Linked DNA regions of Mus musculus: regions 2, 3 and 4 are each linked to region 1. Evidence: chromatin contacts called from public HiChIP or PLAC-seq data. All regions are on one chromosome and are shown on one strand. Each heading gives the region's core, a stretch centred on a gene start, on an enhancer-like site or on the middle of the called end of the contact. The rest is flanking DNA. Distances are from core to core; before and after follow the strand shown. Region 1 overlaps Maml3 (mastermind like transcriptional coactivator 3). Region 2 overlaps Maml3 (mastermind like transcriptional coactivator 3). Region 3 holds the start of Mgst2 (microsomal glutathione S-transferase 2). Region 4 overlaps Maml3 (mastermind like transcriptional coactivator 3).

Evidence for each region. HiChIP or PLAC-seq counts read pairs in DNA pulled down with a chosen protein or histone mark.
Region 2: an HNF4G HiChIP or PLAC-seq map of pancreatic cancer cells shows a contact between it and region 1. The contact joins two enhancer-like sites. A contact is called at or near these places in 6 of 115 datasets of contacts at active chromatin or transcription factors (bone marrow-derived macrophages, cardiomyocytes, embryonic basal ganglia and 3 more) and 1 of 9 other capture datasets (embryonic stem cells).
Region 3: a contact with region 1 is called in a FOXA1 HiChIP or PLAC-seq map of pancreatic cancer cells. The contact joins the promoter of Mgst2 here to the enhancer-like site in region 1. A contact is called at or near these places in 1 of 15 datasets of contacts at CTCF or cohesin (the NIH/3T3 cell line), 2 of 115 datasets of contacts at active chromatin or transcription factors (extraembryonic endoderm stem cells and pancreatic cancer cells) and 2 of 9 other capture datasets (embryonic stem cells and pancreatic islet).
Region 4: a contact with region 1 is called in a FOXA1 HiChIP or PLAC-seq map of pancreatic cancer cells. The contact joins two enhancer-like sites. A contact is called at or near these places in 1 of 15 datasets of contacts at CTCF or cohesin (the NIH/3T3 cell line), 1 of 484 Hi-C or Micro-C datasets (the G1E-ER4 cell line) and 3 of 115 datasets of contacts at active chromatin or transcription factors (embryonic stem cells, extraembryonic endoderm stem cells and pancreatic cancer cells).

Annotation. Positions count from the first base shown.
Region 1 is chr3:51,823,917-51,827,643 of GRCm38.p6, reverse strand. The region is part of intron 2 of Maml3 (mastermind like transcriptional coactivator 3); the gene reads left to right. Among named protein-coding and RNA genes, the nearest start is that of Gm46803, 120 kb to the right of the region's middle. Within about 2 kb of position 1,918, at least 14 of the 459 cell types and tissues checked have an H3K27ac peak or open chromatin away from gene starts, as enhancers often do. A contact at or near this core is called in pancreatic cancer cells and pancreatic islet, where this site is marked.
Region 2 is chr3:52,044,691-52,048,417 of GRCm38.p6, reverse strand. All of the region lies in intron 1 of Maml3 (mastermind like transcriptional coactivator 3), which reads left to right. Among named protein-coding and RNA genes, the nearest start is that of Maml3, 58 kb to the left of the region's middle. Within about 2 kb of position 2,152, at least 377 of the 459 cell types and tissues checked have an H3K27ac peak or open chromatin away from gene starts, as enhancers often do. A contact at or near this core is called in pancreatic cancer cells, where this site is marked.
Region 3 is chr3:51,659,475-51,663,201 of GRCm38.p6, reverse strand. It overlaps Mgst2 (microsomal glutathione S-transferase 2), which reads right to left and starts at 2,023. Exons shown (of 5, transcript NM_174995.3): 1 at 1,896-2,023. The coding sequence starts at 1,953.
Region 4 is chr3:51,963,934-51,967,660 of GRCm38.p6, reverse strand. The region is part of intron 1 of Maml3 (mastermind like transcriptional coactivator 3); the gene reads left to right. Among named protein-coding and RNA genes, the nearest start is that of Maml3, 140 kb to the left of the region's middle. Within about 2 kb of position 1,605, at least 54 of the 459 cell types and tissues checked have an H3K27ac peak or open chromatin away from gene starts, as enhancers often do. A contact at or near this core is called in pancreatic cancer cells, where this site is marked.

The DNA.
Region 1 (3,727 bases), core at 669-3,168:
TCTCATATTGTAGACGGTTTAGATTTATCTTCTACCCAGGGGCCGAAGGTGGATACTTCAGAAAGACAAATTTGGGCTCCGTCTCAGGAAGGATGCGCTAATATTCTCAGCTGCTCAAGGATGGCGACAACCTGTGCGGGAGGAAATAAGGACCCGATGGCCACTTGATGAATTGATGAGCACACTCCATGTCCTCTAATGTCCCAGCTCTGTAGTTCTGAAATCGTGAAGATGCACGGCAATGACTCTTAGACGGAGACAATAGGCAAGAAGACCCGCTATCACTGTATTGAGTCCCGTTATGAGAACGCAAGCTTATATTATATGGTGCATGTGTGTTCACGCGCGTGGGCATGCATGCGGAAGCCAGAGATCAACCTTAGGTGTCGTCTTCCTCTGTCACTATTCGCCTCTGTTTTTTGAGACGGGGTCTCTTAGTTTTACCCGTTGAGACTAGGTCAGTAAGTACCAAGTAAGTACCTCCTCTCCACATTCCTCACCTCGGGGTTATAGAGGTGTGAACACCACCCCTTGCCTTTTCTCACATGGATGCTGGGAATTCCAACTCATGTTCCCATGCCTGAGTTGCACACTACATCCCTACAGCCTTTTATTGGTTTCTTAAACACCAACCAGCATGAGACTCTTGTGACGAGACGTTCCGTTCAGGCTCATGGGGGCATGGTGTGGGGAGACTCCCATCTTGTGCAGGAGCAAGCAAGCTTCCCCTTCATTGCCTGTCTCCTTGTCACTGTGGCTTTGCAGGTGCCATGAGTCAAGAGCACATACTGAGACCTCCATCTTTACTGGACTCCTACAGGGGGCACAGTTCTCTAGCCTGTCTTCTTTGATCTCTGAGTGTTTGCCCGCCCCACCTCTGCCCACACTCAACCAACTGTAGAGGAAGCTGACTTCTCTCTCCTTTCTTTTTGGTGTTAACATCGCTAATATCTGTGGCGCCTCCTTGCTTCAGGTCCCATTCATTGTTTAAGTCACAATGCTTCGTTATGCTAATTAACCCTCTTTGATGTTGTCTTTCTGTTGCCTTGTGGTGGTTTTCATTCAGTTTTTTTTCCACTACTAGAATTTAAAATTCAGAACTACATCAACACTGAGAAACCAATTTTCCTCCTTTTTGTGCGTTAGATTTATTGTTGCCTTAAGCATCTGTTAATGTTACGAAACATCATTCAGATATGGTTTATTAGTTGCGGTTTCTTTAGAGTTACAGATTATATCCCCCAATAATAGTAAAGGCTATGACTGTTGATGTGCTAATTCCGAATGGATAGGATGGGGTGCCAGAGTATCCCAGTAGTCCCCGACATTTACAAGTGTAGGGTTGCCTTTTTGAAGGTCCAGGCCTTGCATGGCTGCCCTGTCACTCCAATTCCTTCACCCATTTCATAATTTCACATGCCTCGGACGGGTGGCTTGGAGTCTACCTTACCCTATGTAGAGAGCATCAAGATGGAGCCATCCATTCCCTCTCCTCTCAGCGACGGTTGACGGAGCAGCCATGTTCACCCAGCCTTCCCAGAAGGACTGTGAGCTGGAGGAGAGAGCTGAGGCCCACAAAGGCTTCCCGGCATTGCAGGTGCTTAGCCACACCTTTTCGTCATCAGGATGCACCTTCCCAGAGTCCTCTTCTCTTCTCCCTTTTGAATTGGAACTTCACATACAATCAAAGCCTTAGTCTTTCTGTTGCCGCCTCTAACTAGACCAACCGACAGGCGTCCGGGTTATAGAACATGCTTTGTGCTGGGTGCCTGTTTCCTTTGCTCTTTTCCTTCCCAGGTACTGAAACCTTAGACAAGGGCTTGCCCCCAAACAGGTGCTCAGCGGCAGTTTTGTAGGGATGTATTGATCCTGAAAGACGCAGGCGCCCGTGGAATTCCATTAGCAAACAGGCCCTGACGGAGACAGCACATGGCAGCACACTCGGGCGGAATGCTATGTAAACAGCCCTGAAGGGTGACTCAGAGTTCCTGAGCCTTCATTTGGGATATAACCATTTTTATAAGGCTCTTAGATGAAGAAGCCTATAATTATTTTTCTCATTATGAGTTTATTTTGCATTCCTATGGCCTCATAAAAATTTGTGCTGCCAGATGAATATTAAAACCAGTAATTTCTTCTTTACTAACCTGAGCTAGTCTCCCTGAATCATAGCAGACTTTAGAAGTGTGGAATGTGTGCTTATACACCTTTATAAAGTGGCTACAAAACACAAGGTTTGGGCACTATGAAACATCATATTTTGATTATTTTCCCTTCTTGGTTGAATCTCTTGTGTTTTTAAAAAATACATAATAGAAAAGGCCAGTCTGCTTTGATGCAGGTGTGTGCCTAGGCTGATCAATCTAGTATGTGTGCTGTAAAAGAGGCAGAAAATGAAGAGGGGCCTTTTGGAAATGACTCTAACTGTAAAGCCCTCCTGAAGCCATTTTTCGAGGACAGCTTTCTTTTCTCTGATATATGCATTGATAAAGTTTTTGTTCTGACACCGGTTCATCTCTTTGCCTGAAATGCACTTTATCTTGCGGGAGCTTCATTTGCCCAGACCTCCAGAAGTGTCAGGCCCTGAGATTTATTACCTACCAGCAGGTAGCATGGGATGAGGCTCATATTCAAATAGAAGGAGGACAGGATCACTTAATATATAACACCTGCTCCAGCGACACCCCATTCATCCTCAAACAGCTCTCTTGGAAGCCTCAGCCATCGGAATGTGCCCGTCTCTACTGCTGAAGGCACCTAAGACACAGACTTCCAGGCTCAAATCCATTGTCTCAAATTGAATGTGGATGGAGGTCAGCGATTAAGTAAGCTTGGTTTCCCTTTCTTCTGGGCGAGAGCACATGGATGAGTTAGCAAAAGTTCGGAGGCTGTGGAGGGAGATTGAGAACCGTGACCATATGTCCTAGAGTAAGTCCATGATTCCCCACCTAGGCTAGAGCCAACAAACACAGCAGGCCATCCTACCAGAATAACCGGTGTGACAGCTGCCATCTAGATAAAGCCTAGGTAACCCACATCCGTGGTTCCAGCGTGCAGCACACGAGTGGCCTGGTTCTCTCAAAAGCACCTACTCTAAGTGACATTGCATAGTGATCACTTGAGACGCAAATTTCTTGACCTGGGGACTCTGGTTTGGCACTGCAGTCTTCTGGTGCCACTCCTGGACCAATGAGTCGTCAGCGCGGGTTTGTCCATGAAAATGTCTCTGGCGGCGACATGGAACATGGAAGGAATTGTTCTATACAGTGCTCTGTCGTATAGCATCATTGATTCTGTAGACCTGGGAGGGCACATCCAGTCCACCCAGATGCTCACCCCTGGGTCACATGGACATTAGGGTTAGCATAGGGTTAGAACATCTGCTGAAATCAAGGCTGAACAATTGTGTTTACAATCCATACATTTTCTAGTCATTTGGTCTCTCTGAATTTGAAGAGGCCTCAATTCCCACCCACCCCTCAATTTGCACACGGGGATCCAAGCATGAACTAGTAGCAAACCTACTGATAACTCTTGAGTGCAGCTTATATGTCACACACTGAACTAAAGCGGTGTGGACATCAGACTGCATTCTCAACCCCGAGATGGTGCTGAGGTCTCTTCTGTATTCAGCGTCTCTGACTTTCCAACTCTTGTGTCCAAAGACCTCAGCAAGTGAACCAACTAGCAAGGGTCATGAGACCCAGTTCCCCTAAGCTGATCTGAG
Region 2 (3,727 bases), core at 903-3,402, 220 kb before region 1:
GGCTGATTGAGGAGGATCCAAGCTGGATTCTGGTTAGTTCAGATTTTAAGATAAGTGAGCTGTCTTGCTGTGTGACTCATTCGGTGCTGTTTTAAGCAGTTCCACAGCCTCAGAGAATAAACGGATGCCTAATCATCTCCTGCTTCCTGTCATGGTTGACGTCATTGTCACCGTCATTGTCTTCATCATGTTAAGTACCCCAAAGCACAGAAGTTGCCAGACAAAATATGTTACATAGGTATCGTCTTTGGTGTCTGGACGTCTGCTCTCTTTAAATAGATAACTCCCAAATGGGTCTAATTGAGACTCAGATATTGACTGATTGCCCCGTGGTAAGAAACAGATGGCATTACCCAGTAATCTGAAAGTCCAAATCCAATATCCCAAATGCTGAGAGTCTCCTGTGTGTAACAGGTGTCCACGGTGTGTCACTAGGTTCTGAGGCTAGACTGTGAGAGTGGACACAATCCGGAGGAGCTCCGTGCAATGACAGAGATGTGTCTTAGAGTTCCAGGAGCCAGGAAGAGCATCACCGAGCCCAGCATGCAGTTGGGGAGCTCTTGAGCAAAGCCGTGGGTTTAGCTGGGTGAAGTGGTACGAGGAATAACGGAGACTGAGCAGGGCATGGGAGATCCCTAGTGCAGCAGGAGATTGATGCAGGCAGGACTAAGCTTGGCGATACTGGAAGGGAACAGCTTTCAGATGCCACGCGGAAGGCCTTGGAACAAGTGGGGCATTAGTGTTAGCTCTCTCCTGGTGTTGGGCAAGAGACACAGAGGAGGGCTCGGGGCTGAGCTAAGGGGCTGTGCCCTCATCTCAGGGTGCTGGGAGCTGGATTTGAGAAATGTGAGTGAAATAAAATGCAAAAAGCTTTTGCTTTTAGAGATGGGAGATGAGGAGGGAATAGGAGCCCAGCCTGAAGGATTGGTGGACCATCAGTCTCTTTAGAAAGGTCTCTTTAGAAAGAACTCATGGTTTCCAGTTTGGGGTGTGCAGGTCTGTGGGGAGGCACTGAGATCCAAGACAGGCTCTTGCTATCACCCTGGATAACCCACAGTGGCAGAGTCATTGATTTTTGCTCTGTCAAGACAGGGGGAGCAGGAAATGCGTGGAGTGTGAAGTGGGAGGAGCTAAAGCTCTTCCCATGATTAAACTGAATCTGACGGAACCACCGCAGAAGGATGAACCCAAGGTCCGTACACTGTGAGGTCCTTTGAGGAAGAGGCAGGATCACAGGCGGAGGCAACTCTGAGATCCTTGGGTGTCAGCAGCCAAGCTGAAGAAAGGCTGCCCCCGTGTCGCAGTAGGAAGGGATTCATGCTGCTGATTGGACGGCTCTGTGTTCTTGGCTATCGGTGGCAGGCTGCCAAAGCTCCTCTAAGCTGTCACTCACGGCCGGGAGGGCCGGACTTGTGGAGCTTGCCTCTCCAGAAAGTCTTTTTGGCCTTGAGACAAAAGAAAAAGAGCAGCTTATCGCACACTTCAGGATCCAGAGAGCCAGGAATTAATGAGCTAAGACACTGACCGAGGAAGTGGGAGAAAGCAAGGAAGGAGAGGTTCAAATGGTGGTTCTGCTTAGACGATAATGATGGTGATGACGATGATTATAAATCCTTGCAAACAGACATGAAAAGGAGGAGAAAGTTAGACTCTCGGGATCCTTAGGAGCTTCATTTGGGGCCACCATTATCTGAGGAGCCAGTCTCTGTGCTCAGTTGTCCCCAGTGACAGAAAAGAGAAAGAAATCTAAGAGTTCCAGATTTATAGATTTTCTTAATAATAAGGATGACGGTAGATGAGGGAAGGACAAATGGGAGTCTGTGGCCAGCGTGGGCAGGCTGCCTCCTTGTTTTATTTTACTGGTGATTTTCCTTTGCTTTGCACAGATCAGATTTCCCGCTCTGGTATTCAACAAGGAGCACATAGCCCGAGGATAGCAATTAGCTCTCTCTGAGCCCACTCTCCTTTGCACAGCTCTCGCTGACGTGTGCAATTACTAGCACCCCGGCAGCTCTTTTCAGATCTCGGCTGTGCACAGTGGGAAGTCAGGCCCACCATCCCAGAGTCCTCTGCCCAGACTCCTCCTCACCTGGTGCACAGGGACCTTGCCTGCAAATAGAACTGACGTGCCGGGACGTCATCGGGCCTGGCAGAGCTCATTGGCAGAGAAGTTCAGAGTTTTATTTTCAACCTAGAGACAGGCGGAGATAGATCCAGCTAGAACAGGTCTCTTCCGGCTTAGGCCCTCCTCCTGTGGTTGCTGGAGTTGTGGAGGATGGAATGTCAGAGGGAGCGTGCTTCTTATAGCCTCCTGGCTCACAGACTGAAGTTGGCTCCCTACCCCTCCGGCTGGTCCGTCGTCACAGTAGTCCTACGGTGTCCTGCGGGAGCTGCCTTCCCACAGCTTTCTTCTCTGCTTCTTTTCTTTCTCTACCTTGTGTGGTCAGGGTGTGTGTGTGTGTGTGTGTGTGTGTGTATGTGTGTATTCCTCAGGTAGATCCACTTCCAAATGAAGACCCCCCCCCCACCCCCAGCTAAGTTAATTCACTTCAGCTATAAAGTTGCCTGGGTAGACAGGAATGGCTTAAAACTTTAGGAATAAAAACTATAATACAGTGCAGGAAATGTTGCCTTTGTGTGGGAGGCAGAGAAAACCAAACCCTAAGAGGCTGAGATCCACTTCCATTCACCCTTCAAGGGAGGGCATCTTTGCCAAACCTGACTCTCCACAGGAGGATTCATAAATGGTGGTTGTTGTTGTTGTTTTCTTTTCTGGTTCATCTCATACCTGGCTGTGCCTTTAAGGAATGTTTTGGGGGGAGGACAGGGCACGCTTTGAGACCTCCTTCTTATGTATCCCAGACTGGCCTGTAACTCAGGATCCTCCAGCCTCAGTCAGCCTAGTGAGGGGATCGAGGTGGCACTGTGCCAAGCCTACATGTCTTCTTTTAAAAGGCAGAGACTTGCTACCGACCTAAAATCCAAGAGACCACAAAAGCAAGCTCTGGTGTGCCCACTCAGGGCTAGCTGAGGAGGCTCCCAAGTTCCCAGGGATTTTAGGGCGGAACTAGCAAAGGGTTAAGTGCCCCTCCCCCAACCCCCATCCCGCCACTACCTGACTCCACCCCCCCCCCCTCGTTGCTTGAAAGAGCAGTGTGGCCTAAAATGAGGGTTCTCTGCTTTGGCTTCTGTCTCTCTTGCTTGTCCTGACTTAGTAATCGTTCATTGTGACCGGCTTCTGTACATTACCTTGCCTCCTGTCCACAATCGCTCCACAGCTAAATTTCTGTTGCTTTTTAATTATCGCCATCATTATTTGGAACCGACGCGATGTTTTAAGCGAGATGTTTCGTCTTCTCGGTTGCCCCAGTGAAGAGGCCCGAAAAGGACCACAGCCCAGCCGGAGTGGGCCTCCCCTTCGAGGAAGCCCCTCGGCCACTCCCACCCTGGTGGGTTGTTTGTGTCTCACCCCATCAGCCACTAGGTCTTAGTAGGCTCCTGTCCCCCAAGGGGGTTTCTCTTGTGCTGTATTCCTGGGCCTGGCCTCTGATTCCACACATTGAAACGCAAATGACAGCAGTAATTGGCTGAGAGATAAACCTCAAGGAGCGTGTGAGCCGGGCTGCGGGGAGTTAAGTGGCTAAGTGACAATTACCGTGCCGCAGCCTTGGGATCAGCAGCAGCCGGGCCGTTCTCGTACAGGGTTTTAAAGGAGCAATATCACATT
Region 3 (3,727 bases), core at 774-3,273, 160 kb after region 1:
GCAGCCAGTACGCACCTGTCTGCCACACCAGTCAAAGTACGGACCTAGCTCAGGAAATATGCCAGGAACATCCACAATGGGAAGGAACATTTGTGCTTGGGGTCAGGTTCTGGAGTAAAAGCCCCAATCTATCCTCTGAGCTCTGCCTCAGGAAGAACACACGGGCAAATGGCATGCAGTAACCATGGACAAGCTATTCCATCCCTTCTGTGGAAAGACTGAATTTCTCTTACCTTTCCTCTTTCCTGGGGCTGGGGGGATGTTTGTGTGCTAGGGACAGTACAAGGGGATACTTCCTCCACCACCGAGGACCACTCAATCACAGAGCCTTCCCCCGGGGAAGCCACTTCTCTATTTGGCAGCTTCTCTGTGCAGATAAGAAGTTTAGGAGGGGAACAGTGGTAAGGACCTATTCTGGGCCAGTCACCACGGAGGTACTTCCTACTCAGGATCCTGTTTAACTTTCTGTGCTGAGGAGATGGAAAAGCAGAAAATCCTGGCCTGGAGCAGTCAGCTTCCGGAAGGCTGAACCACACAGGTCCGGGTGCACTTCCGGAAAGGTGGACTACACAGATCTTGGTGGGTCTGTCTTAAAAGCCTGAATGAATTAGGTGTCCTAATTCTGTGAACAACAAACTTCTGTTGAAGTGGCTGGCTAAACAGTATCTCTCTGTCTCTTTGTCTCCGTGTCTCTCTCTCTCTCTCTCTCTCTCTCTCCCTCTCTCTCTCTGCGATCCACCCCCAACAATTAAACTTTTTTTTTCTGCCACAAACATCATTTTTCTGGTCTCTTCTCTTCCTGTTCTCGTCTTCCATCACCATCGAACTGCCTCATGCCTGGTCCCAGCACACAGTGTCCTCAGCATGAGTCAACACACAAAAGGCTCTCTGTGGGGATAGAGTCTCTGTGGGAAGGGACATGTAGCCCTTGTCCCTGTTGCCCCCCCTTGTAACTGCAAGACCAAGGTACACTGTTTGCTTAGACCCAAATTCTCCAGGGGTTGGTAGCAAATTCCTGCTCTAGTCCACAAAAGCACAGTTTCCCTTATCCACAAAGCAGACTGGCTAGGCTAGCCACTGCGCGAGTGCGGAGACCCTGCTCTCCCACTAAACAGAGCAGTCATTTCCTCCCGGCGGTGTGCAGCCTGCACTATCCCCAGCTCTCAACCCAGGTATCTGGAAGATGCACCCCAGAAAGAATAAACAGGCATTCTTGGTAAGCAACTGTTCACTAAGCATGGAAGGAAGGTAGCATGAGTTGAGGAACTTCGCTCCTGGGCAGACAGAGTCTCCATTTATCCAGGCCGAGGTGGATGTGAAGTCATCCTAGTGGAGATATCTTGTAATATTTAGAATTCATTATGTAATCTAAACTGCATATTTCTGCAGAACTTTACCCTGGTGATCAAATCTGCCATGGGCAATTTTTCTTAAAGACAAAACAAAACGAAACAAAAATGCTTTAAATGTTTACAACCAACTTTAGAGACAGGAATAGTTTCCTGGTGAACATGCCTAACGGCTGTCTGTGCTCTCCATTTTTATGTGCTCACGGCCCTGCCTGAGACTCCTGGGGCTCCCGGCACTGAGATATGAACTGTCACCATAAATGATAGAGTCACTGGGCTCAGAGGCCCACAACATCCCAGAGAGAACATCCTCAAATTCTACCCATCTCGGGGAAGGAGTGGGCAAGCCACTCTGAGCAACTGTCTGCTGGGCACCCAGAACTACCAACAAAATGCAGGCATGAAACCTAAACACTGAAGCAATCTCTCTCTCTCTCTCTCTCTCTCTCTCTCTCTCTCTCTCTCTCTCTCACACACACACACACACACACACACACGTGTGCACACACATACACCCGTGCACACACACAGCTCCAGTGTTCTTACTTTGCTGACAGGCAGAGAGAAGAGAGACTGCAGCCAGCAGGCTTGAATCCCCGGCCATCTTTCTTTCACTCTCTGATCTCTTTCACAGAACTGTTTGTAGGAAGTCAGATGAAGAGCATAGGTGCTTTAGGACCCTGAGGGGCTGGTCTTCTCCTTTATAAAGGCAACAGAGTTGAGTCAACAGGATTGGGAAAGAAAAAAAAAGCAGGATTCAAGGTTGAGTAACAACCTTTGCACTGGAAGAGAAAACCACAGAAGCAGGCAAGGCTGGGCTGCTGGCACAGAACCATATCTGTTTCTTTCTGAACACACCCCAGACACACACCCTACACAGACACACACCCTACACAGACACACACCTTACACACACTTCCTACACAGACTCACACCCTACACAGACACACACCCTACACAGACATACAGATACACAAACACACCAGCTCGCCCTGCGGTGAGCCTTCCAGCCTCAGAGCCTGGGCTACTCTATTTTCTCTGCCTCTTCACCAGCTCTTTGGCCCTTCACTCTGCCCAAAACCTTTCTGAGATCTCTCTAATTCCTAGTGTGAAGTTCTTATGCTAATTTCATATCTATGCTAAGATGACTTGATTCACCTAGTAAATTGAAGATCTAGGATTAAGTGTTCTTGTGTACACACACACACACACACACACACACACACACACACACAAAGACTCCAGATTGACCCTCTTGAGCTGCCTACTGAGTTACTGTCTTTTTTTTTTTTTACCAAATACACACACACACCCCGATCTCTCCCAATTCCTCAACTCCAGCTCCTAAGAGACAAATTAAAAATAAATAAAAGCCTGAAGCCTACGCACCTGCTCTGCCTTATTAGTCATTTTTTGACGCTCTCTTTCACTGGGGACGTGGGGCCTCTGGTCCTCGAGCATCTGTAGTTCCTGCTCTAGGGTCCTGAGGTGTTTAACCACATCTACAGGGTGGAGCAAAGTTCAATGCAAAGGGTCTGAGAGACACCATCTGCCCTGGGGGGCTGGGCCCGAGCCTGGTGATGATGCATAGCTGTCTGGGTGGAGAAGATCATGTTTGCCCAGGAGGCCATGCCTGTCCATGCTAGATTCCTCAGGTGGCTTAAAGATGCCCTTGACCTTGTACCAACAGGGTACTAAGGCTCCCCAGTGTCAATCTTGTCATGCCCCTGTCCCCAACTCACCAGAAACCTTTTGCATCTCTTTTGAGGCAGATTAATCCTGCCATAAATAGGTACTACCTCTAGAAAGGTAGAAGATCACAGCTGGTTGTCTCCTCAGGGCTTCACTCAGGGACATTACTGACCTTCTGCAGAGACAAAATTTGTATGTGATCCTACCATGAGAATATTGCTGTGGAAGCAACAAAAGCCTACAAAACTAGGCTTTGTTTTATTTTTTAAATATATATTGTTGTATGTATATTATCTGAACCAACAGATATAACAGTGAGGCACTGAGTGGAAGGACCAGGGATAAGAAAGACCAAAGCTGGGCCAGGGAGGTCTGTACCGGCTGGTCACTTATGCCAAGCCAGTTTATTAAGAATCATGGCATGATAAAAGCCTGTCTTCAGGGAGAGTAATGGCCAAGGCCAGCAGAGAGCTAAGTCAGACAATGTCAGCAAAGAGAACACAGACTACCTCAGACACGGTTGTTTTAGGACTGCTAACCATAGCCCAGAGTGGAGTCAGGTCCCAGAAGCCACCACCTTGACTCCTTCAGAGCACTGGCTCCGGGATGAGGCAGGCTTTGCCATTCTGAACAAGGACACAGAACTAATGTTCCTTTCGTCCTTTTCATCCGGACCTTGAAGTCTT
Region 4 (3,727 bases), core at 356-2,855, 140 kb before region 1:
CGAGAAGTCCAAAGACGCAGTTCCAGAACAGTGGTCATTTTCTCCTTCTAGATAGCTTACATGGCCTTCCCTGAAATAATTATATAAGCTAACAGTTCCTATCCTCGCTTTGCTGTGCGTTTCAAACCCCTTATTATTTCAGCTACTAGGAACTGGCATTAGATGAGTACCAGGAAGCAACGGCCGTAATGATCAGGATTTCTAAGAAGGACCCGCCTGTTCTATTTCCACTTAGGTTTTTCTGCTTTTTAATGAGTACAGATTATTTTCTTCAAGTTGATGATGGCAGGATTTCAGCTGCAGCCAGCTCTTCAAACTCTTAATCCTATGTCCTCTTCTTAGCCCTTGTTCTTCGGTGTCTTACTTTTCTCTGTGTGCAAATTGGTGCCTACGGCAACTTATGAGCAAGGATGCTTCAGCAAAATGCAGACAAGGGTCCTTCTATGTTTTCTGTGTGTGCCCCAACCCTGTGTGGGACCACGCTCTGTCTCACAGTATCTGTGACCTCACATCGATCATTTCGAAGCTGTCACTTGCCTCTCTCCCAGTTGCATCAGTTTCCCCTCACTGTGACAAAACACCTGGGGTCATTGCCAATTAAAGAAGAAATGGTTTGAATCCACAGTTACTAAGGATTCAGTCCATGATCAGGCCCCACTGTCTTTGGGCCTATGACAAAGCAGTATTCCAGGTTGGAGAAAATATGTTAAAAAGAAAATATCTTACCTTGTGGTCACTAGAAAGTGAAAGAGAGACCCTAGGAAGGGCCAGGGTCCCAGAGACCCAGGGTTCCAGGGACCTCCAAGGATATTCCTCCAATGACTTAACTCTTTTTTAAAAAACAAAAACAAATGTCCTACTACCAATGGAGCCTTCAACACATGAGCTTCTGTGCCAGGAGTTGGGGGATCGAAGCACCCATTTTACCACTTTCATCAAGGGTTCAATTTCTCAGTGGTAACTAAGTTGATATTCCCTGGCATATGGGTCTCTTGGGAAGATTAGGTATGTTGATAAATACAGGTCTCTCAGCATAGTGCCCGGCTAAGGGTAGGTCCATGGGAGTGACTACTAAAGTCCTGTGGTATTATTATTTTCTGTTTTGTTATTTTAATTTGGCAGAAGATGGGACTCTGATTTGCATTGGTCGACACTAGGTTCACCATTGTTTGACCTTTTCAAGGCTAACAGAAGTGCCCCAGTTGAATGAGATAGCATCCCAACAGTCCTTTTACTGCCTGACCACGTATCTTGAAATGTCCCTAGGTGACTTCTTGTTTACTCATGCAGCCAGGAGAGGGATCTGTCCCCTCTGCTCATGGCACCTTAGAACTAGTGCCAAGGTAGAAGAATACTTTTCAGCATCTCGTTTGTTGTAATAAAAAGAGTCAGCTTATTCCAGAAAGTCCACTTCGACCTAGAAAACCTTCGCACAGACATTCTGCCGTAACCTTTGAGCAAATGATGGGTGTCCACAGCCTAAAACTGAAGATCAGGGGCATGTGATGTGTTTACTCACCTGGTGCTTTCAAACTGGCCGCTGTCTCCCACAGCAATCTTGAGGTTGAGTTATGCCACAGGGCTATGTCTTGTCATTACTGGGAGCTGACTGATGATTCAGACTGTACGGGGGAGTGACAGGGCCCATGCTCCCTCCTGTTTGCAGAGCTTGAAAGCGAGTAAACTTGAACTGCGTTTTACTTCAGCCCGACTCCCATGCAGGGCCCTCATCTTCTTCAGTCCTACTCAATAGGAGCCCACCTCCCTACAGATGTTTCTGCTGCTCAGTATCCAGGTTCAGCTCCAGGCTGGGGGTTTTTCTGCTTTCTCTTTCTAACCTCCTTTGGGAGGCAGAAGGGTGGGTGAAATGTACTCATGCTGCATCTCTCCAGTTAGAGAAGATGTTTCCTTTGTTGTCTGACTACACTGAAGTATTTTTCCAATCTGTTGTTATTGAAAAGAGCAACCCCCTTCTCCTGACACCCTTCCCTCAGCTGTAGGGTAGTGGTTTTTCTGTAAACAGAGCGAGGCCACAGGAGCTGTCTCAGTGCTGGCTCTAGCTCCTGCAGCCTGGTGTGTCTGCTAAGCATGATTTCATTCCTCCTTTCTTACAGTTTACTTTTAAAACCTCGGTTCTCCTGAGTTGATTTTTTTCCCCTCTCCTCTGAGTGTTTTCTAGGTTAAGGAAGATTTTATGCACATTGTTTGTCAAATCCTCAATCTCTTGTCTGTCAAGTATGATTGGGAATCCTGGGGGTATTAACCTGTTTTCCTGTGTGTGTCTGTGTGTGTCTCTTCTCTTTTCTCTTTCTCTTCCTCTTCTTCTTCCTCCTCCTTCTCCCTCCCCGTGTGTGTGTGTGTGTGTGTGTGTGTGTGTGTGTGTGTGTGTGTAACTTTAACAGGCCTCCCCCCACCTGGTTATCTTTGAAATTAAGCAGGAAACAGCAAGGGACTCTCCACTGTGAGGAGCCTCTGGCCTCCGCAGGGAGCACCTCCACTCACCACCTTCCTTTTTCATGTAGGACTTTGGACAGGCTCTTTGGTCCCCGTAATCATTTGTTTTACTTCACAAGACATTCTAAACTCTTAAAGAACCTAAAACCATTCTGTTCTGTTTGCTAATTCTTAACTCAGTAGGTAGAAAGACATCTGGAGCTGCAGAATAGAGCCACGGGGAAGGAGGGGCTTATGTCTTTGTTACCATTTTCATCTCTCTCTCTCTCACACACTCAGACACACACATACAAACATATACATACACATACATACACAGAGACACATATACACATAGACATACAACATACACACAGACATACAGACACATGCATACATACATACACACAGACATACAAACATACACAGACAGACATACACACAGACATACAAAACATACATACACACACAGACACATAGACACATACACACACAGATATACAGACACACAAACATATACACAGAGACATACAGACACACATACATATAGACAGACACACAAACATACACACGGACATACACACAAACATAGACACAGACATACAGACACATACAGACATACAAACATATACACAGACATATAGACCCATACATACATACATACATACATACATATATACAGACAGACATGCATACACACACAGGCACACACACACAGACACACACACAGAGATACACACATATACAGACACACAGGCAGAGGAGGTCAGTGGGGGAACCTATTCCTTAAGCCAGTGGAAATCCTTATCATTAGAAGGGGCAGTGGCTTGGAGCCCAGCCCTCTTCCCGTGCAGGAAGTGCAGTACAGACTTTAGGGCACAGCTGCTGGGGGCTCCTGCTGGCTCCTCTCACTGCTCCATGCCCTGAGCTGCCTGTGCCTGCTCCTCTGCAGCCCCCATTGTCTCCCTCTGCTCATGGTGTCCTTTGTCTGCGGTGGGTGACTTGTGTCACAGGCACTCCTGGGGACAGCCTCCCTCAGCCTCTGTGAATCCCATTCTCTCTCTCTCTCTCTCTCTCTCTCTCTCTCTCTCTCTCTCTCTCTCTCTCTCTCTCTCTCTCTCCTTCCAGCTTCCCCCTCCGCACCTCCCACCCTTTCCCTCTCTGAGTGGTTTGTGATTCAAGGAATTTGTGAGATCATTTTGACTAAGGAAATATTCAAAAGGTAGGGTTTTAATGAGCTTCCAGGAAGTAAAATAAACCTGACAGGGATGCTTTAACACTCTTTGTGTCTCTA